2 separate regions of the Mus musculus genome follow, and region 1 is linked to region 2. The links are chromatin contacts, called in public Hi-C maps. All regions are on one chromosome and are shown on one strand. The core of a region is the stretch at or near the end of the contact, and the rest is flanking DNA. Distances in the headings are between cores, read along the strand shown.

The links. A called contact is a pair of places that touch in the nucleus more often than the background predicts.
Region 1: a Hi-C map of cerebellum shows a contact between it and region 2, with 2.0 times the contacts expected there. The contact joins two enhancer-like sites. A contact is called at or near these places in 2 of 39 promoter capture datasets (the 3T3-L1 cell line and hippocampal neurons) and 5 of 484 Hi-C or Micro-C datasets (cerebellar granule neurons, cerebellum and embryonic fibroblasts).

What each region holds. Positions count from the first base shown.
Region 1 is chr16:67,067,287-67,073,358 of GRCm38.p6, reverse strand. The region is part of intron 1 of Cadm2 (cell adhesion molecule 2); the gene reads left to right. Among named protein-coding and RNA genes, the nearest start is that of 1700010K23Rik, 410 kb to the right of the region's middle. Within about 2 kb of position 4,653, at least 4 of the 459 cell types and tissues checked have an H3K27ac peak or open chromatin away from gene starts, as enhancers often do. A contact at or near this core is called in cerebellum, where this site is marked.
Region 2 is chr16:66,889,188-66,895,388 of GRCm38.p6, reverse strand. The region is part of intron 2 of Cadm2 (cell adhesion molecule 2); the gene reads left to right. Among named protein-coding and RNA genes, the nearest start is that of 1700010K23Rik, 240 kb to the right of the region's middle. Within about 2 kb of position 2,613, at least 9 of the 459 cell types and tissues checked have an H3K27ac peak or open chromatin away from gene starts, as enhancers often do. A contact at or near this core is called in cerebellum, where this site is marked.

The sequences.
Region 1 (6,072 bases), core at 3,404-5,903, 180 kb before region 2:
GAAAAATTGAAGCATCCTTATAGTGTAGAGAGACCTAGAAAGAAATTTTATGCAGTGTGTGGCAGCTTACAAAATAAAGATCAAAATAAAACACTTGGAAATTAAATTTATTTTCTTTACCTCATTGTTTGTGGTCCTTGGTGTTTTGGAGTTTTAAAATAGAGGTATTTCTAGTGGGAACACAGTAGCACTGTACGAGATGATATCACACTCTTGTTCGTACAGAGAATATATCCTACAAGATATTACTTTTCATTGAAAACCAACAGTCAGGAATGGAGATCCTTAAGATGTATGCCATCTACAAGGGAGCAAAGCACAGCAAAACATCTAATATCCCAGAAGATACACTTAGTTTCCAAGGCATTCTACCACTGAGGTATTTGGCCATGTTTTCCAGTTTTGAGTGTTTCTTCTGTGATAAATCCAATGTGTTGTTCTTGCCTTTCCTGCCAATGAAACTGAACCCTTTCTGATGCTAAAATTTGTGCACTTTACATATCTGTGAAAATTAAAAAGAGTTGAAGATTATCCATTTTCTTAAGAGTATGTATTTGGAAGTCTGGACAAGTAAGGTATATTTAAAATGCAAATATTATACTTGAGATGCTGAAATCATTTACATTCTGAAACTTCAGTTTAAATAGAATTGCCTCACATTAAAGAACATTCGGGTTGATCATGTGTGTGATAAAAGCTTGTTTTTTTTTTTTTTTTTTTTTTTTTTTTACAGATTTTCATGACTAGGATTTTTGTTTTGATCTTGTGGTATATACGGAAATCTCACAACCGCCTTTATAATTTGTGAAGCTTTTGCAGCAACATTTGTAAACACAAGGGGGATGTTTTCACTCTTTAGTAGGGAAAGAGCAGATGGTTGGGACTAAGGGAATCGCTCCTCCGTGTTTAATAATGCAGCAGGAGGCAATGGCAAGCTAACTTTTCACCAAGAGAGGATCATTTTATAGAGCATCATGGGATCGCTTCAGTGAGAATGGTGCTCCTTCAGATGGGTACCATCTGCATGGGGGCAAGTCACAGCAAAATATCTAATAATACCCAGGAAATACACTTAGTTCCCAAGGAACTCTGCAAGTGGAAAGCAATTTTCATAAGAGATGGCAAGCAGCTGATAAATACAGGACCGATGGATAAAATGTCAGTAAGTCTGGAGAAAGGTAGATAGCCGTTAAATCATAAGAAACCAGATTCAAGAAATGAAGACAGTTTTGGACCCATTGAGCTGGGTAATTTAGGTCAATTAATGCAAGTCAGAGTCAGATTAGAAGAGGTAACCTCAAATGAGGAAATGCCTTCATAATATTGTGCAGCAGGATAGTCTGTAAGGTAATATTTCTCAACCATCCTAATGGTTTAATACAGTCCCTCATGTTGTAGTCACCCCAACCATAACATGATTTTCATTGCTACTTTATAAGTCTAATTTTGCTACTCTTATGTAAATATTTTTGGAGATGGAGATTTGACAAAGGGATTGTGACTCATAGTTGAAAACCACAATGTAGAACATTTTCTTAATTAGTGACTGATATGGGAGGGCCCAGCCTGTTGAAGGTAGGGCCACCCTTGGGCTAATGCTCCTTCTAGGTTTTATGAGAAAGCAGTCTGAGTAAGCCAAGGGAAACAAGCAAATAAGCAGCCCACCTCTATGGATTCTGCATCATCTCCTACCTGTTGGGCTTCTATTCTGACTCCATTCAGTGATGGACTACATTGTAGAAGTATAAGCCTAATAAACCCTTTCATCTCACGGTTGTTTCTGGTCATAATGTTTCATCACAGCAATAAAATTCCTACCCTAGACACCATTATTGCATATAATAAGACAGAATATAAAAGAATTATGGTATTAAGAATATTTCCATTTTGTTCTGTTTTGAGACAAAATGTTGTTTTGGTTTTCAAAAGAAAAGGAAAAAAATCCACTTTTTTTTTCTTTTTTAATTCAGAATCTTTTCTCATATGCCTTTAATCCCAGCACTTGGGAGGCAGAGGCAGGCAGATATCTGAGTTCAAGGCCAGCCTGGTCTAGAGTGAGTTCCAGGACAGCCAGGGCTACACAGAGAAACCCTGTCTCAAAACAAAACAAAACAAACAAACAAACAAACAAACAAAAACAAAACAAAACAAAAAAAAAGGAAAAGGTCAGGCTTCTAAGAGACAACAACAGAATATAACAGAATTGAATAGAGTATGATAAAACAAAAAACAATCATATCAAGTTTTGACAAGTCACAGAAAATTAAAAGAGCCCCAAGAGAAAGCACAAGAATCAGAGAAACTGACTCATTGGCACATTCAGGAAGCCCATAAATGTTCTCTAAGTTGAAAGCTCTAGTACATGTGCAGAGGACCTGGTACAGACACTTGCAGGCCCTGAGTTAGCTACGTTCCACTCAATTCATATGAGCTTTGCCCAGTTGTTATAGAGGGACTTCTGGTGCTTCCTGTCCCCTCTATGTCCTCCAATTCTTCTACCTCCTCTTTTGCCCTGTTCCCTGGGCTCTGAGGGGAGGGATTTCATGGGAACGTCTAGTGTAGAACTGTGTGTTTCAAGGTCTCTGTCTGTTGTCTGGAGGTGGGTCTCTTTATTTTTCTATATTTACTGTAGGAGAAAGCATCTCTAAGTTAGGCATCAATGTAAGAGTATAGTAGAATATTATAAGGAGTCTTTATTGCTTTCTATTTGGGAAGATTATTTATTGATTGATTTAGCCAGTTATTATTTTACTTATTCACTTTACATCTTGCTTACTGCCCCCTTTCCAGTCACCCCTTCCCATAATACTTCCCACATCCCCTTCCCCTCTGAGCAGGTGCCCCTCCCCCAACCCAACCCTGGCACACCAAGCCTCTGTGAGGCCTGGTACATCCTCTCCACTGAGGGCAGACAAGGCAGTCCAGCTAGAAGAACATATCCTGATGTATAGGCAACATCTTTCAGGATAGTCCCCACTCCAGTTCTTTAGAATCTATATGAAGACCAAGGTGCGTATCTACTACTTATGTCCTAGGATTCCTAAGTTCAGCCTTTGTATGTTCTTTGGTTGGTGGTTCAGTCTCTGAGAGCCCCAAGGTTCCAGGTTAGTTGTCTCCTTTGGTCTTTCTGTAGAGTTCCTAACCCCTTAAGGGAGATAGTCCTGCCTCCTGTTCTTCCATAAGAGTCCCCAAGCTCCATCTACTGTTTGGCTATGGATGTCTGACCCTGGCTGAATCAGATGCTGGATGCAGCCTATCAGAAGACAGCCATGCTAGCTAGACTCCTATCTTCAAGCATAACCGAATGACATTAATAGTGTCAGGGATTAGTGCTTGCCCACGGGTCTCAATCTAACCCTGTTATTGGTTGGCCTTTTCTTCAGTTACTGTTCAATCCCCTATCCCTGAATTTCTTGTAGATGGGATAAATTTGGGGACAAAGGTTTTGCAGGTGAGTTGATGTTCCTATCACTCATTTTCAGTTCCTACCTGGCTACACGTTCCATATTCCCAATGATGTTAGTCACGGCTAGGAATATCCCCATTGATTCTTTGGTACTTCCTTTTGTGGCTTCCAGCGTGGCTTTGGTGGGGGCAGAATGACAGGGTTTCTACCTCAGGGATAGGAACAGCTGATATGGGCTTCTATGAGTGTCAATAGCTGCCATGGCAAAGGCTTATTTATATAATAATGTACTTGTTTTACATTCTTCCTTTATGGAATGTCCTCCCTTTAAACATTAATGACTCCATGATAATCAGACAGCAGGAGTCCAGCAGACAAAAGGGTATTTATGGTTTTAGCAAAACTGTAGCCCAGACTGGCCTTGAACTCTTGATCCTCCTGTCTCTGCCTCCTTCAGCAAATCCTACCAGCGTGTGCCAGCAGTTGGGACCTTTAGGACAGCCTTTAATATGAATTCAAATATATATATATATAATTTCTCAACTATGCAAAGAATAAGGATGTTATATGAATTAGGAGAATCTTCATGAATCTAAAGGAACAAAGACAGCTGCATTAATGAGCCATTTTGCCATAAAGATACAAAGGCAGACAGATTCCTGAGTTCAAGGTCAGTTTGGGACACAGAAGTCCAGGCCCAGGTGTGGTAAAAGTGGTAATTTCAGGATGGAGTCCCACCCAACTAGTTTATTATCATCTGTACCTAACTGAGACAGACAGATCTCTGAAGTCTTTTGCAATGTTAAAGGAAAATGCGTGCTTGCTCTCTTCTAAGAAAGAACTGGGTCACCTGACGCTGATTCATAGGATCATCAAAAGGAAACCTGGAGTAAATGACTAGATTGATATGTAAAATAAAAGACTGGGCTTATGATCTGCAGATGACTGTCCAGAGAATTTTTTTAAATGGCAGGAGAAAAGGGCTCAAAGAGCTGTCTTGAGCAGAATGAAAAAGAGAGAGTTTTCCAGAGAAAGCAGATCTTCATGAAAAGCAGTCAGAGGGAAAGAAAGCAGAACAGAAAAGAAAACAAACTGGAAAGCTGTCTCTAGCAGAACACAGGCTTTGACCCATGAATTAACTTTGAGTCATTTGTTTCACTTTTCCCAGACACCCCTTCCTGAGAACACCTCTCCAAGCCAAGACTGATCCTTGGCATCCCTTAAGCCAGTTCTCTGTCTCTTCCTGGAGATGTCCCCTACCTCTCCATGCCAGACAGTCACAAATATCAATTCATTCTCGTGGCCATCTGGCCAGCCCTCCTGTCTCTCTCCCCACACCTGATCCTGAACTGCCTCCTGCTCCATTTACATACATACACACACACACACACACACACACACACACACACACACACACAGAGGAGCAGAAACATACAAGTAAGAACAGTGTTGGTTTCTTTTTAAAAGTTGTTGTGGATATAATGCAGAGAGGCTTGAACTATGTACAAAATTTCAGTTATTACCAACAATTTGAGACTTTGTGTTAGGTGGTTGAACGCTCAATAAAATGATAGGTTTGAATTTGATAATCCTCAGGCTCCAGTGGAGGTTAAAAGACTGTAATTCCAGCTACAATCTAGAGTTATAATTCTGCCCTTAAAATATAGCAAATTCCTAACCGTGGCCTCTCTTCTCTAATTGCTAACCTTTGCTCTGAAACCACTATAACTTTTATATCAGGTAATTCTAACAGAAAGGAGCATGAAAACTAAAAGAAAATGAAATGAGTACGCTATGTTGCCAAAAGGTGTGCGACAAATCAGGTGTCTTCCCTAAATGCAGTGTGGCAGTTCAGAAAGGTCACTGCTATTGTGAGAATTGGAAGCAAATTGGAAGACAATAGTTCTCCATTATTAAGCTCAGTAATTCAAATGGGAATTCAGTGTGACTCTTAAGGGTTAGGAATGATTTGCTATGTAAAAAATAGCAAAGAAATTGGACAGTTCTTTTGATATTAGTGAGGGCCTAGATGTATACTGATAATATGATTGATTAAAATGCATATACATAAATATGTATATGTCTGTTAATAAATAAAGTATATAGGCAAGTATACGAATTTGTTGAATACAGGGCTAATAATTATTTTTACTTTTATATCAGTACCAAAACATTCTGATTTGAGCATTTTAAATATAAGTGATTTTTTTGTGTGTGTGAGGGGATGATTTTCTTTTCTTTTCCATTAATTTGTTTGTTTGTTTATTTATTTATTTATTTTACATATAGATCACTGTCCCCCAATCCCTCTTCCCACCCACATCACATAGTCAGTACCCCCATCCCCTTCTCTTCTGAGAGGATAGAACCTCCCCATTGCCCCCAGGTATCTTCCATCCCTCAACATCAAATCTCTGCAGTGCTGGGCATATCCTCTCCTCTCTGGCTGAAGCCAGACAAGGCAGCCCAGTTAAGGAAATGGCCTATTTTTGAGTGGTGACTGAACAGATGATAACAGGTTTAAGTATTAAAAACACAGGAACAGAGTTTTTCCATCAGCACTTCAGAATCATTTTGAAGGGAACTTTTTATCAAATAGATTTTTGCTTCCGTAGGACGGCTCTAAAAAACCAATGGCCCCTTTTGTGTAATAGGCTGTATCAATA
Region 2 (6,201 bases), core at 1,364-3,863:
CCACTTTAAATAATTAAAGTGATATCATCGCAACACAATGTTTATGTGTTTAGAATTGTGTGCCCATGGTTATAAGACAAATTTATATGCATGTCAAGGAGTGAGAGGTAAAGTATATGTATAATTTCTTAATCATTTTTAATCAATAATTTCCCATCAATAATTTATGCCAGTTACTACCTTGAGGACTAAAATTCTATACCTAGAAGATATTTATGTTATATTATCCAAAGGATGAATTATTTGTAGAGTTATATGATAAAGGCACATCCACCCCGAAAATGTATTGCAAAGAAATAAACATGGGCAATAAAGTGAAGATTCATCATTGTTAGTAAAAGCAACATCATCAACAACAACAACAACAACAACAACAACAACAAAACAACAACAACCTAAAGCATCCATGGCATTTAGAGTGGAAATGAGTGTTTGTTTCTCTAGCAAATGGGAGGGAATGCGGGTGTATGAGAGAGAATATGTTGTACTAAAAGTGCAATTCAATAAACAGATCTAAGCATTTACCAGAAAGTTAACAACCATATAGATCAAAACAACAACAACAAACAAATGAAGACTTGTCACCTTTACAAACCTTTAAATGAGTTTTAAACCTGTATAATTCAACAAAGTTCTTGACATTATGTTCAACTTGCACAATGATGTTCATGCACACCATCAAGTGCTTTGATACTTGATATTACTTTGATAGGGTTAATATGAAGCCGAAAAAAAAATGCTTTCTGGGAATGTAAGTGGGAATGGGGAGTCACATGACTTCTCCTGCTAGCTTCCCATTGCATACCTTCCTGAGTAAAGGTGAGATCCTTAGACAGGAAAAGTTCCCTGTAGTCTGACTGGGCCCTCCTTCCAGGCTCACCTTGGACCATCCCCAGCTGCCTCTCATTGGGCATCAATCTCAGTGGGTTTTGTTTCCCTTTGTTGTATGTCTTTCCTTTCAGTTCCTTCAACTGCCAGCAGTTTTTTTTTTGACTCTGATCTAGAGATTTTTACTTATAGCTGTTGGTGGAACAGTACTGGCTCTGCACCATCCTTGCCCTAAGGCTATTTTCAAATTGTTGGCTTTTTCTTGAAAGCAGATAATAGTTGAAATGTTACCGTTTCTCAGCTGGATACTTCTTTTAGTATTTGTCTTTTCAATTTTGCTGCTTCCTCTTCATTGCCAGTTCTGAACGGACAGCTGTCATTTCTAGGTGATCTACTCAAGTCATGCCCATGGGAGGTACACTGTCACCATCAAGCATATATCTGACAAATAAATTCATGTAATTGAAGAACATTTTATTGAAAAATTCCACTCAAATAGTAAGTATATGTTCAGAAAAGACTACATTATAACTGTAGTTTAGTGGTTAATATGAATTGAAATTATCCATTAAAACGTGTAATATATGTTTTATACTTTTTTATTATTTTATTTTTCACAACTTAAAATTTACAGAAATATTATTTAAAAGAAAATATTATAAAGGTTCCTTCAAACATAAGTAGATATATTGATTGCTTTAATGAAATTATTTATATTTAGTACAACGAATAATAAAAACAGTATCAATAGAAAGCCAATGTCAATCTTACATCATATTTTTCAGAAATGTGTGAAATATGAGACAATTCTAAAGAAAAATAACTCCTGCATATAGATGCTAAATTAAATCAATAACTAGTACTTAAAATTCAGACTAAAATTCATTAAATCAAAAACCTTGTTTTCTGTTTAAAATTGAGGAAAACAAAAACTACAACATCAGATTAAAGACCTAGTATATTTGTATTTGTAATTTGCCCCATTATCTTTGTCTTATTTTGCTAAGATATATTTTATGTATATGTATATTAGTTGTACATTATAAATTAATATTTTAATATTTAATTGTTTAATTTGTTTAATATTTAACTGTACTTTACATTTTATATCTCTTCTAAAAATATAACTAGCAGTGCAGATTTCTGTTGTATTTGATATTTAAAATATATTAAATTTAGTTGTTTTAATTCATGAACCTTCCCAGACATATCAAATATGTAAGCACCCTTACTATTCCTTTAGAATCTGATTGAATTTTCTGCCAACAAAATGCAAATTTAAATGATTATAACACACCAATTTTCCCCTTTCAGTGGAAAATTGACTTTATAGATGTAACTTTTTAAAAAAGAATACTAAACAGTTAAATAGTCAAATGATATTAAAATATAGGTTAATGAACTACACTTTATATAAGAACAGAAAACATTTATTTAATAAGTTTCTTAGAGATTTATAAATACTCCCTAAAAATTATAATTAAGAATATATGGATTTGGTGATAATACTGAATAATAAAACAGACTAGAAAAATTTTTTATATAGACAGTACAACTTTTCTGTGAATTCTCTAAGAAGGTTATGGTTTATAGGATCACCTAGTCAAGAGTTATTGTTGGATACATTGGAGATGCGGTTTTTCTCTTAAGTCCTAAAGTTTGCCTTGTATGAATGACCTAGAAAACTCATCCCGCATTCCGGAAAAGAGAATGACGTGGAGTTTCTACAGGAGAGTTATGGTTCTGTGCCTCAGGAGCTGCGGGTGCCACTGTAAATCTGAAAGAGCCTTTTGTCACGGATCAGAGCCAACAAGGGGTGAGGTCCAAGCTTTGGGTGTGCGGCAGCTTCTGCTCTCTGGGTTGGTATCAGAGTGTGATGCTCACAATGGCCACGGTGAACCCCAGGATCTGGTCTACAGGATTGTAACTCCCGAAGCTGCCAGTTTGGCACTGTTTTGCTTCGATATGAGGAAGAGAAAGCCTCTCCAACCTTTCCTGGCCTTGCAAGACCCACTGGCCGCCAGCTTTGTCTCTTCCCGGCTTTGGTCTGGCAGTTGTAATGGAACATGGGTCTCCAATGTGCATCCTGTCTCTATGGAAACTGGCAGGCAGCATGGTCTGATGGCCATGCTCCACAGTGGCTGGGATGAGGGATGGCACAGAAGGTGGAGACCAGGTGTTATATTCTAAATGGAAAGTTGAATGCAGGGGAAAAAATGCAGTAGACTCAAAGAAAAATAAAATTATTTGGTACAGCCAATAGATTTCAGGAATTGTCTAAAATCTACATTCTAGAAAACAAAACAGAAAAGAGAAAAACAAGATGACAAGTAAAATCTCTGTAAGTATGTGAAGAAGAGGGGGTTACACCACAAGGAGAACCAATTTGCACTTAGTTATCAGTCTTAATTTTTCCTCCAATTTCCTGTCTCGGGTGATAGAGCATCCACTGTGGTTCCCTTGGGGATTGTAAACCTGCCTTCCTGACATTTGTGTTTTGCCATCTAATAGGCTTTCGTATGCAATGTGCTTCAGTCCACACAACTACTGAGCCACAACTTTCACATTAGAAGGTTATTTGTTTCGAATGCCTTTAGTAATTTAGTGGAAGTAATAACACACTGTGTGTGCACTTAGATGTATTTTTAGACTCTAATTTAGGCGACATGAATGATCTCCAACTTTGTAAGATGCACATTCTTTATTTAAATACGCCCTGAACTAGTTGAGAGAAGAGACAATAGAGGGGGGAGAGAGAGAGAGAGAGAGCAAGCAGACAGGGAGAGCTGAAATAACATGAAGCAAAAAGCCAAACAAGAGTAGACCTACATAGCACATCACTGTAAAATGCACAGCCTACTCCATTCTGTTTCTTGCTGGCTTCATAGTTCACAACAATTAGCATATTTTACATGTACTGATCCACTTGGCATTTGTGCTTTTTGCAACCCATAAATAAGAAACTCAACACAAGGAATGCATTTTGCATTTAATTACGTTTCTGAGAGAAAAGAAAATATTGTTTAAACAAACTGAAAAAATATTTTGTGTCATTTAACTCCAGTGGCAGTATCTTTTCAGAATCAGATAACTTTATAAATACATTTAGCAGATATAGGGTCGTGTAACCATACTTTCAAATGAAAGGGTTAAATTACAGGCCATTATATAACCGGAGGTTTTGACACTTTTTTTTTTATTGAAAAGCTGCACGTTCCCAAATTTTGTTGTCTTCTTTTTGTTTTCCATTATTATTTTTTTAAGTCTGGACATTTCTTGCAAAAAGTCTTCCTTATATTTGGGAAAAGAAATATAATGAGAAATCCTAAATTACTGTTAATTTGTTAATTTGCCCCCAGAATTTGATCTTACATCCTTAAAAACCACCGAGTGTTACTTATTCCCTCTCAGTGGGTACAAAGGCCAGCCTCATTCTGTCTGTCTAGGACTGTCTCAGGTGGCTCTAGCTCTCCTAGAGGAAGCAGTCATGCACAGAGCACTTCTGGGCTCTATGCTTACTCTCTAGCTCAGGAAGAGTTGGAGAAAACCATTGTTTCCACTCGGGCATTGAAGAGAGAGCAAAGCTGGAAATGTGCTGTTTGTGGGAGTGCAGACCTGTTTGGGGATGAATGTTAAAGCATGCATCTTTTTTTCTGCCGACTCTATTAACTCCACTCCTGTATTTTCTTCCTGTGTCTTTGTTCTCATGGTCTATAACAGCCTCATAACCTAGTTACGGTGTCCATTATTTAAGAACTGGCTACTTTGTGTCCTGTGTAATTATGTGCTACTTATTTTTGTGGTTTGATAGTAAAGGAAAGGGCAAAACCTGGGAGTGTGGGACAGTTTTTAAATAACTCAGGTCAATAGGAGCGAAGGCTCTGTTTATTTCCCCTTTCGCTTGACGTTTCTTTACAACAGATAGAAACACTAGAGAAATTAAAACAACAACAACAAAAACACAACAACAGAAAAAAAAAACAACCTATGGTCTGCTATGTCAAGATATGAAGGAAATGAAACATTTCAGCATTTGAATTATTCCTTTTGAGTTCCTCTCTTAGCTAGGCAGTGGCGAATTGTATTTGTAATCCAGTGAAAGTTCATAAACACAGATGGTAGTTTGACATAAACTGGATGGTCTAGGAAAATCTAGCACTTCAACCTCATTAGACAAAGAGAAGGGGGCAAATGGAACCTGTTTCAAAATTTTTAATTAGTGTGGTGATGGGTGAAAGGAATCTAAATCCAAGTGGAAAAGCTATACAGTTGTAACCGGAGACATCAATGATGACTTTCAGTGGTGCGCTGTAAATATTTAACAACTTTCTCTGTGGGGAAAATTATTGGCCTGTAGTGTTTGCCAATTTTTGTGGTGAAAATATTCCCTCTGTGGTCAATTTCAAGCTACCAGCTTATGTCACCGAGTACGGGTGGTGAGAGTTACATCCCATGGAACCTCAGAAGCTGCACTGAGTCAGCTCACACTCGTGATCCTTAAAATGAATTTCAAATACATTTCCACTTGCTAAAAAGAGGCGCGAGGGATGGTATATGTCTTTAAAGTGCTCGATTGTAACTACACCCTTTTAAAATCATAGTTAAAGAAGCAGAGTTAGAGTCAGTTTAGTTCATAACCAGTCTATAACTAAGGAAAGAATGCTTAAAAGACAAGAGAAAAGTTGGAAATCTTGCTTCTGTCTTTATGGCTGCATGAGAGGGTACATGCTTTAAGATTTCCATGTTTTAGACCCCTAATCTTCAAGGTGGAGATGATGTCAAGATCACCTCTGCAGAATAAATCATGAATACAATGAGCATAACCCATTAAATTTCCTGCATTTTCTATATCTATTGGCAGTGTTTGATAGGTGACAGGAAATAACAAAAAGAAAGAAATGAAATGAAAATGGGGGGGGGGCAAGAAAAAGGGAAAGAATGTCAAAATCAAAGTGATCCATTCATCCAAGAAAGTTGAAGCATGCCTTTCACATACTTAACGGTTAAGAAATGTTGTATAATCTTTTCCCATTTTCTAGCATATACATTTTGTATGATTTCTTCTCTATTATTTTCTGCCCTATTTTAGAGCTGTAATAGTGTTTGATGTATGTGTTCTCAGTCATTACTTCAATCTTCTTACATATACTCCTCATAATGTTTCAAAAGTAATAAAACATGCCTCATGGTATTTTGCTAATAGGCAATTTGTGATACACACACACACACACACACACACACACACACACACACACACACACACACACATATATATATATATATATATATATATATATATATATATATATATATATATGTATGTATTAGTGAAGTAGAAGTCTATACATTTCCACCTTGATATGACCATAAACA